Linked DNA regions of Danio rerio: region 1 is linked to region 2. A link is a contact called in public Micro-C data. All regions are on one chromosome and are shown on one strand. Each heading gives the region's core, a stretch centred on a gene start, on an enhancer-like site or on the middle of the called end of the contact. The rest is flanking DNA. Distances are from core to core; before and after follow the strand shown.

Region 1 (4,230 bases), core at 26-2,525, 47 kb before region 2:
CCCATACACCTTTGCATTCACGCATGTCTTTGGACTGTGAGGGGAAACCGGAGCACCCAAAAGAAACCCACGCAAACACAGGGAGAACATGCAAACTCCACACATAAATCCCAAGTGATCCGGCCGAGGCGATTGTGCTACCAACTGCACTACAGTGCTGCCCAGATATGGGTAGTAGTAGCTCATTTGTAGCCCAGATCTGGCAAACAGAAGCGTTCCATTCTGTGTGGTGTCCGAATGTAAGTATCTGGTGTGGGCCGGATCTGGGCCAAAATAAAAACAAACTCTGGCCCAGAATAGGGTCAGTTCTGGTTCATTTGGTTGAATTCTGGCTAATATGTGATATTGCTATGGCTTAATTGTGGCCCAGATCTGGCAAACAGAAGCGGACCGCCCAAGTGCCATCATTCTATACGGTATGTGAGCCGGATGTAATTGTCGGATTTGAGCCACATGAATTTTGCTAGCTGGGCTCAGTTTATGCCAGAAAACATAGATATGCAGATATTTCTTTTTATAAAATGTAAAATCCCAGCACAGTCACAGTTTTAGTTTGTTTATATCAATAAGTCTACTTCAGTCTGTATTATTCTATTCTGGAATTCATTTGTTTATAAAACAGCAATTTGGTTGTGGCAGAAAATATTATTTAACAAAAAATGTGCAGCAGTTAAGAAAAAAAATCGAGGGCTTTTCATCTTAAATGAGTTTTAAAACATTTTATTTAAAAATAATTGTGTTAAAAATGATTGTGAATAAATCGTGAGATTAGTATCGTGAATCCTATCGAATCGAAAGTCAGTTGAATTGTTACATCCCTAATAACATTACAGATCTTTCACAAAGAGGGGCTGCATTTCAAAAACAACTGCCGAAACGTGTTATATGTGGTCCATTCGGTCTGTATTATATGCCTCATAACTTTCCAATAAGGAGAAATAGGTTATTATGGGCTAAAATTACTAATAAACAATTACAAATAATGCAAAAACGCCAGTATAAGCTGAAGTTTATAATACATATACAAATATGCTGCCTATATACCGGTTTCTGTCCGACTCCAAATACCACAGCATTCCTTACCCTTTTCCGCATCTTTATGCCATTGTGTGAAACCCAGCTGTCCGCAGTCAACAGCCGATCTTCATCTCCTTGCAGCAAAGCAGTATTGTTGACTTTGATGGCAAAGAGCTGTCAGCTCACGGGGGGCCAGAATGTGGAGGTCTTTTCCTGAAAAGTTTGGCATTCACCCCTAGCTCTGGTTTCAGGCTTCCAGCAAGAGAACGACAGGCAGGCCGGCAGCTGTTCTGAAGGTCTGTGAGGAAATGAAGTAGGCAAGTCATCAGTTTATAGGGATGAATGGGCATGACTAAGCCATAATAAAAACTGAGCATGTCCACTAATTAGGTTTCTACTATGCATTAGGGGGGAGGGACCTCTAATAGCATCTCTCGCTTAGGTGAAAGAAGCGTATACCTTTTACGATGCAAATTAGAGAGAATTTGCTTCTAAAATTACCCAACAGCTGGTTCAGCTATTTTTATTTCCACACACTTACATGCTTTTTGTGTCTTCCTGCTAGCCTTTTAACCTATCTTCAACAGTTATCGGCTAAATTATGCAGCAATTCACTCAAGATTTACCGAGGAAAAGCTAAAGTGAGCTTTTATTTAATCTTTGATCTGTTTTCCTGTAAGAACTCAGTGACCTCAAGCATTTCCTTGATTCGACTGCGCTAAATCTTGAACAGGTTTGTCGGGACTCGCTGATGCTCTCGAAATGCATTAGCACCACATTATCATATATTTAACTCATTTTAGATGTCAAGAAAAGCATGTGAACGAGGCCAAGGAGACGCACTGACTCACTAAACTCCAGCTTACTAATGGCAAGAAAAAGGAGAATATACTCTTGGGAAACAGCATGTAATTTACCATTAGAGCTTTTAAGAGCGAGTTAAACGCCAATTAAATGTTCAGTGAGTCAGAATGTCATCCTCACCTTGGAATTTCAAAACAGGTTAACACACGCTGCCATTGTTGAACTTCAGAGAGAACATGTTTAAGTGTCTGTTACGCAGTGTAGATTACGGCTTAGTCACATGTTTTGACAGACAGCACCATTTTCAAAACCAACATAATTAAGGTGGAAATCTGTAAACTAGACCTGTGAGGTGTAAATGTAATCATGGTGTGTGAACAACTTCGTTTTAACAGCTCAACAGAAAGTGATTTGTCCTAGTTCCGATTCTAGGTGAGCTGCTCAGCTGTGTGCAGCTACTGGAAGTAGAACTGCAAAGACGGCTCTTTTAAAAGATGGGGAGTCATACAGTATTTGCAGCTGCAGCCTATAAATTAGTGGCGTTAAACTTGGACAGGCATGTCGCACAACAGGTGCATTGCCTGAATAGGGCTATGATGCTCAGAGAAGTACTGAGGGGAGGTTTTTTTTTTTCTTTGCAGCAGCAGCAGACTGTGAATTCTGTATCAGATTATAGAGTATGATTATCTGATCATCACTATAGATTGTGCAGCAGCTGTAAGAAGCTGTGGTGATGTATAGGTGTTTGTGGTTTATGTATATATACACACACACATACTGTACACACTCAAACTCACACACACAAATATACAGTATATAGAGTAAAGAAAAATCAACATAGGCTCATTCTGAAAACATAGTCCTATATACATTTTAAAGTTTAAATGGCTGCATTTCATCCCTAAAATGAACGCTATATGGGGCGGTGTGATGCCGTTCCTTTTCTCGCTTACCAAGGGCCTCATGAATGAAGACATCGAATTAATACTAAAACATTGCCTATGCACAAAGCTGTAAATGTGCAAACGCAGTCAAAAATTCAGATGTATGAAACTCTGTGTATGTGGAATCCCCCGCATATTCTCTCTCAGTAATGATTTTAAATCACACTGAACTGAGCTAAACTGAACTGAATTTAAACACTAAAAACTGAACTACACTGTTCCAGTTACTTTGACCATTTATGTGAAGCTGCTTTGACACAATCCACATTGTAAAAGCGCTATACAAATAAAGCTGAATTGAATCGAATATTCTCTTTGTACATACAAATTAACGTGAAACTGAGTGCACATGCATGAGAGCAAAACCCCTACCTGGCTCCTCCCCCTTATAAATATGGTAATGACTCTACTTTGGCAAAACTAAAAGAAAAAGCAAAGGCAAAAGCAAGCCAAAAGAGAAACTTCACAGAATGTGAATGGAGGTGCTTCTATCGGAGGTAGACCGGAGAAAAACAGTGCAAGTTTGCCCTCCGCAATTATTAACAAAAGAAAAAAAAATTGAGTTTGAGAGTTTAGCTGATGCTGTTAACGCAGTGGGGTCTGAACATTGCATGAACATCAAATGAGTGAATTAAAAAAAGAAATGGTCCGATGTAATGGTGTCAATTTTTGTAGTGTCTATTTAGGCTAAGTGGAATGAACTAGTTGGGGGATTCCCGCCCATCATCAATTGATTACCAGAGACAACATAACTAAAGAGAGCAGCAAACAGCAGCGTAAGTGGCGTAGCTCGTAAAGTGCTTGTTAATATGTTTTGACACGATCGATCATGAACCCGGTTCGAATCCAGCGTCTAATGAGCTGCTCCTTTTTTTCCTCACTTACACATCAGATTTTACCTCCTCTTCATCGTGAGGAAGACAAGTAGGAATTATTAATAAGTGTGTGTATTATGTTAAGCATATTTGAGAATCACATATTATTTGCACATTTATTGAATGGAAATGTTTCTGATTCAAATATGCAAATTTGTTTTCAGATGGTGCCTTTATAGCAATGTGTGTGCAGTTGATCGCTCTGATTACAATGGGAAAACCGGCGAACGTTGCAAATTGTGCTTTAATGTTTGGCTGGTAAACTGCATGATATGGAAACCTTATATACCTGCTAGACATGCGGATGATCTCGTCCCATACAGCTGCCATTGCACGGTTCAAAGATACTTTGTAGTGTGCAATTTAACACAATTACCTCTAGAAGTTGCTATTAAAAATAAAACAAACCCACACAAGAAATACACGTACGCAAAGTTTTGCATTAATACATAAGGCCCCAGGCGATTACTGCCGCATAGACTGCTTTTCTGCTGTTACCAGTTTGTCTAGCTCGCCATGTACGTCAGTGAACTTGAGACGCAGAGAGGAGTTGACCGTGACAACAAAGTTTGAGTCCAGTAAAGAACAGT
Region 2 (4,426 bases), core at 1,033-3,532:
AACCAAAACTGAAGAATCTGTCATCATTACTTGTTCCAAACGTGTTTGACTTTTTTCAGATGAACAGAAAGAAGATATTTTGAAAAAAGCTGAAAACATGTATCCACCCAGCTAGCCTATTTTGTTTTTAAAAGATGTTTAATAGATGTCTAATAAACATAGTCATCTTGGGTAAAACAAAGCTAAAAGTTTAGCTTCGTTTCAGCCAAGCTGTCTAGGTTTAGCTGTCTATTAGACGCCAAATTAATAAACACAAAGTTGTTTGCTGGGCATTCCATAATACTTTTTTTGTTTAACTATGGAAGTCGAATATTAAAGTTTTTCAGCTTTCTTTATAATAACTTCTTTTGTGTTTATCAAAAGAAAGAAACACATAAAGGTTTGGAACAACTTGAAGGTGAGTCAATTTTGATTTTATTAAATAAATAAATTTAATAGGCGGTTCATTCCACTGGGGCGACTCCGGATTGATAGGGGGAATGAGCCGACAAGAAAATGAATGAATGAATGAATGAATCAAATTTAATAAATATATTTATTTTTAACTATTCTATTGGTCCATCAAGTGACACTCACAAGGCACTTAAAAATTAAAGTTTCCTTAAAAAGGCTGAGACTTTATCATTCATTCCTAAAGCACAAAGTGCCAAAGTTTAATACATCCACTTAAGATGTTGTTCAAAGTTTGAGCAACAGCAAAAGTGCAATCACTGATGTTTGTCATGTTTAATCTGCTACATAAACTTAAGCGAGTTCAATAAGACAAGAAGGTATAAATAACGCACCAACATATACTAAATGCGCCAAGTGCAGGTCTGTTAAGAGAACAAAGTGTATCATCTACTGCTTGCTTATTAATATCACTCATTGATTCAATTTGTGGCTTGCAAATAATAAACACAAGCTTTATCATTTCAGGCCACCTGTATTTACTTTTATATACACCTATTATATGCTGTTAAACAGGGTTTTAAGACTGCAATTTGTGTCTGTGTTTCAGACTAACCCCAAGGCCAGGACAGACCTCGACTGTGTATTAGTGTGTGGTCTACCTCCCTCAGTCAGACGTATTCTGCCATTGCCAAAGGGAATCATGTGACCCTAGAGAAGGATGAGCCAGAGAAACCAGTTTCTTTTCTGCTTACAAGTCACTGCTAACATTTGCTGTGATGTATTTTTAAGAGCATAAAGTAATTAATTGTGTTTCTCTTGCTTGCTGTTTTCATACTAGGCGTTTACTGTTACAGACTAAAACGTGAAGCTGTACATCAAAATCTGTGCACCACACCTGTACACTTTTGCAAGGTTTCTGCATACATATGTCAGCTGACAATATACAGAAAATAAAAAATGATTGTATTTTTAAGTCCATATGAACATTTAAAGCACACATGTTTAAAATCAAATCAAAAACAAGAGAACGCAATGGATATTCCGTGCATGGAAACAATAAATGCATGCTGTATGGTCGATTATAACCTTGTTGGTGAGGAATCATGCTTAATTAATATGGAATATGAACGTATTAATGCAGAATACTTTTAAACATTTATTAGAACACCTAATATACTTAATAGCCGTTATATGTTGCAGCTTACTGAGACACAAAAACAATATTTTAATGCAGGAGCAATCATTTATATATATATATATATATATATATATATATATATATATATATATATATATATATATATATATACAATTTTATTTAAAACAGTGAAGATGTTGTGGTGCAATGTGGCTGCAATACTTATCTGATAGACAAAAGGAGCTCAATCAAAGCAAACACATTGCAAATGCTTACTTAAGAACCGTTTGATTTTGCTTTTTTTGTCATATATTAAACATTATTAAGTATATGTGTGATCTGAGGTGTTCATACATTCTCTTATATTGGTTTGGTACACATAACAGCATAAAACAAAGAACATAAAAGATAATAGTCTATAAGTGTTACAATGACACAATCAAATCTTAGATAGGCAGTAATAATAGATACATAAAACATTATGAAAACTGGAAATAATGTGAATAAACATTATGAAACGGCTAACGTCTGAATACATATAATAACAAGCACATATGTCTATTGTCAAAGCATCAGTTTGTGCAGCATGAACACGTGAGGCTCTAAAACAAAATTATAACGCACAGTATTGGAAAAGAATACAGCACCTACCCTCTTTTGTTCCAGAATTGATTCGGTTTCTGCAGATATTCCCTTTCAGGTGTGGAGTTATTCTTTGGATACTTCGTCTCGAGCCCTCTTCCATGTGCTCAGAGCACGCGCTCCGCGGCACGCGCTGCGTACAGTCATACAGTCGATGACGTCACGCAGACCCAATACAGCGGAGTCGGGGAAAAATCACAGCTTTGTGTAGTCAGTGTGGAAGTATCGTCATGCAGGAGACAAACACTGAGCGTTTAAAGAAGGGACAAAGCAGGAGCCTTGCTGCGACAATCATGCTCATTGATTAGCTTCTCATATTGATACATGATATTTATATTTTTATGGATATGAAAACACTATAATCATTTCAATCACCATGTGTCCACACATGGTGAGAATTATGGGACAATATAGATGGTGGCGTCTGACCACTTCATTAAAATAATGGTTGTGGTTAGCTTTAGTAGTAAGCACAGTAGCAGTGGTTATTTCTTGTGTTTACATTTTGCCAGTGTTGGGGAAAAAAAGTAATATATTACAATTTTAGGTCAACCTTATCTCTTTAAAAAAAAGAAAAAAAATATTACCATAAAACAACATAGCACATTTATATTCACATTAGGCCTTAAAAAGTCATTAAAATATTTAGTTAAGTTTTATTTATTTTAGTTAAATAAAATATTTTATTTATTTTATTTAGTTTTTATTTATTTTTTAAGTGACAACAGATTGTAATATATTACTTTTTGCAGAAGGCTAAATTTGTCAATCAGGAACTGAAATAGCTTGCGTACATGTAATAAACATTTAACGCTTGTACTGCTTATTAATTTATATATTAAATAAATAGAAGATCTGAAAAGCTTGCTTAAGCTGAACCACAACATATAGTTTTAAAATGTGTTTAAAGAAATCAAGGCTATAATTCTCACACTGTTTAATTATGTCTCCATAGCTGCTGCACTGATTTCTGAGTGGTTTGCAGCTCAGACTGCATTAACAGAGCTTTGCCACATCCATAGCAGATGCTCTGAGCCTTGCTTCTAGACATGATTGAGAGATCTTAATGACTCAGCTTCGTTAAATCACCTGAAAGGGACTTCTCCTGCAGGCAAAACGGTCCACAACATACATTTCAATAGCTTTCATTTTTGACTTCTGAATGCCAAATCAGAGGGGGGTCAAGTTCATCTTGATGCAGGGATGCAAGTATTTATATTCTTTAATCATGCTTTTAAGTATTGTCTGTGTATTTCATGCAGCAATCCCACATAACATTTTGGACAGGCATCTTTTCGTTGTAAACAAAATGCAGTATTATACATTACTTAGCTATTTTTTCTGAATAAACACTCTACAAACATTTCAATAGTGTCTAATCTGTGTGTATAATGAGACCAAGAGAGTCAAGTTCAGAAAGAAATTCCTTTATGATTGAGTGAAAACATTGAAAACGAATATGGTTTATGAGAACACATAGCTAATACAGGTTCAAAAATATTTTTCTTAGGAAATATTAATTCGTTATATACAAAAACTTACAAAAACATTTTAATCTAGGGCTGCGCAGCCCTATATTTTTCTTATTTTATTAATAAAAATAAATCCCTTAAATACAAATTACTTGAACAAACTTGTAGTTTCCAACCAAACTGGCAGTTTCAAACATGAAAAAAGTTGACAATATTCAAAAGGAAAAAAAAAAATGCATTTGACATGCAACGTTCAAACTATACACAGCAACAGTCTTGCATAAAAAAGCAGGGGGTGGGAGTTCTTGGAAAGTCTTTTCGCTTGTGACACAGATTCATTAATGTGAACTCCGCAGCTGCTGAAGCCTGTGTTTTAACTGTTCGCTCTTTCGCCTCAGCTGTTCTTTGATGGACAGCAGCCTCTGCTCGTCCAACTGCATGCTGTGGATGCACTCTGTCGCCTTCTTTAGGATAACCACTTTAGCAGCTTTCTCGTTATTCGCGACCTCAGGGATCTCATCCCGTAGCGCGAAAAAGCTGAGTTTGAGTTCATTCCTGCGCTGTCGCTCCAGCACATTGTGAGTCCTGCGTTTGTCATTGTCCTCAGAATCCGATGTCCGAGGACTCGCACACTTGCGCTGCTTCACATGCCTGTTGCTGCTGCTGCTGCTGTTGATGCTGTGATTGTTGCTAGCCTCAAGTCGTAGCCTCTTGACAGCAGGCTGGTCATGCCGCGTTGACGGATGGGCGGCGTAGTTGTGCTGGTGGGTGGAGACGTGAC

What was found. A called contact is a pair of places that touch in the nucleus more often than the background predicts.
Region 1: a Micro-C map of caudal fin shows a contact between it and region 2, with 4 times the contacts expected there. The contact joins the enhancer-like site here to the promoter of si:ch211-69l10.2 in region 2. A contact is called at or near these places in 2 of 18 Hi-C or Micro-C datasets (caudal fin and an unstated tissue).

Annotation. Positions count from the first base shown.
Region 1 is chr24:10,817,761-10,821,990 of GRCz12tu, reverse strand. si:ch211-69l10.2 (a long non-coding RNA gene) reads right to left here. Exons shown (of 3, transcript XR_223045.6): 2 at 1,084-1,315. Among named protein-coding and RNA genes, the nearest start is that of si:ch211-69l10.2, 46 kb to the right of the region's middle. Within about 2 kb of position 1,275, at least 6 of the 62 cell types and tissues checked have an H3K27ac peak or open chromatin away from gene starts, as enhancers often do. A contact at or near this core is called in caudal fin, where this site is marked.
Region 2 is chr24:10,771,605-10,776,030 of GRCz12tu, reverse strand. It overlaps si:ch211-69l10.2 (a long non-coding RNA gene), which reads right to left and starts at 2,282. Exons shown (of 3, transcript XR_223045.6): 1 at 2,183-2,282. myca (MYC proto-oncogene, bHLH transcription factor a) reads right to left here. Exons shown (of 3, transcript NM_131412.1): 3 at 3,585-4,426. The coding sequence ends at 3,984.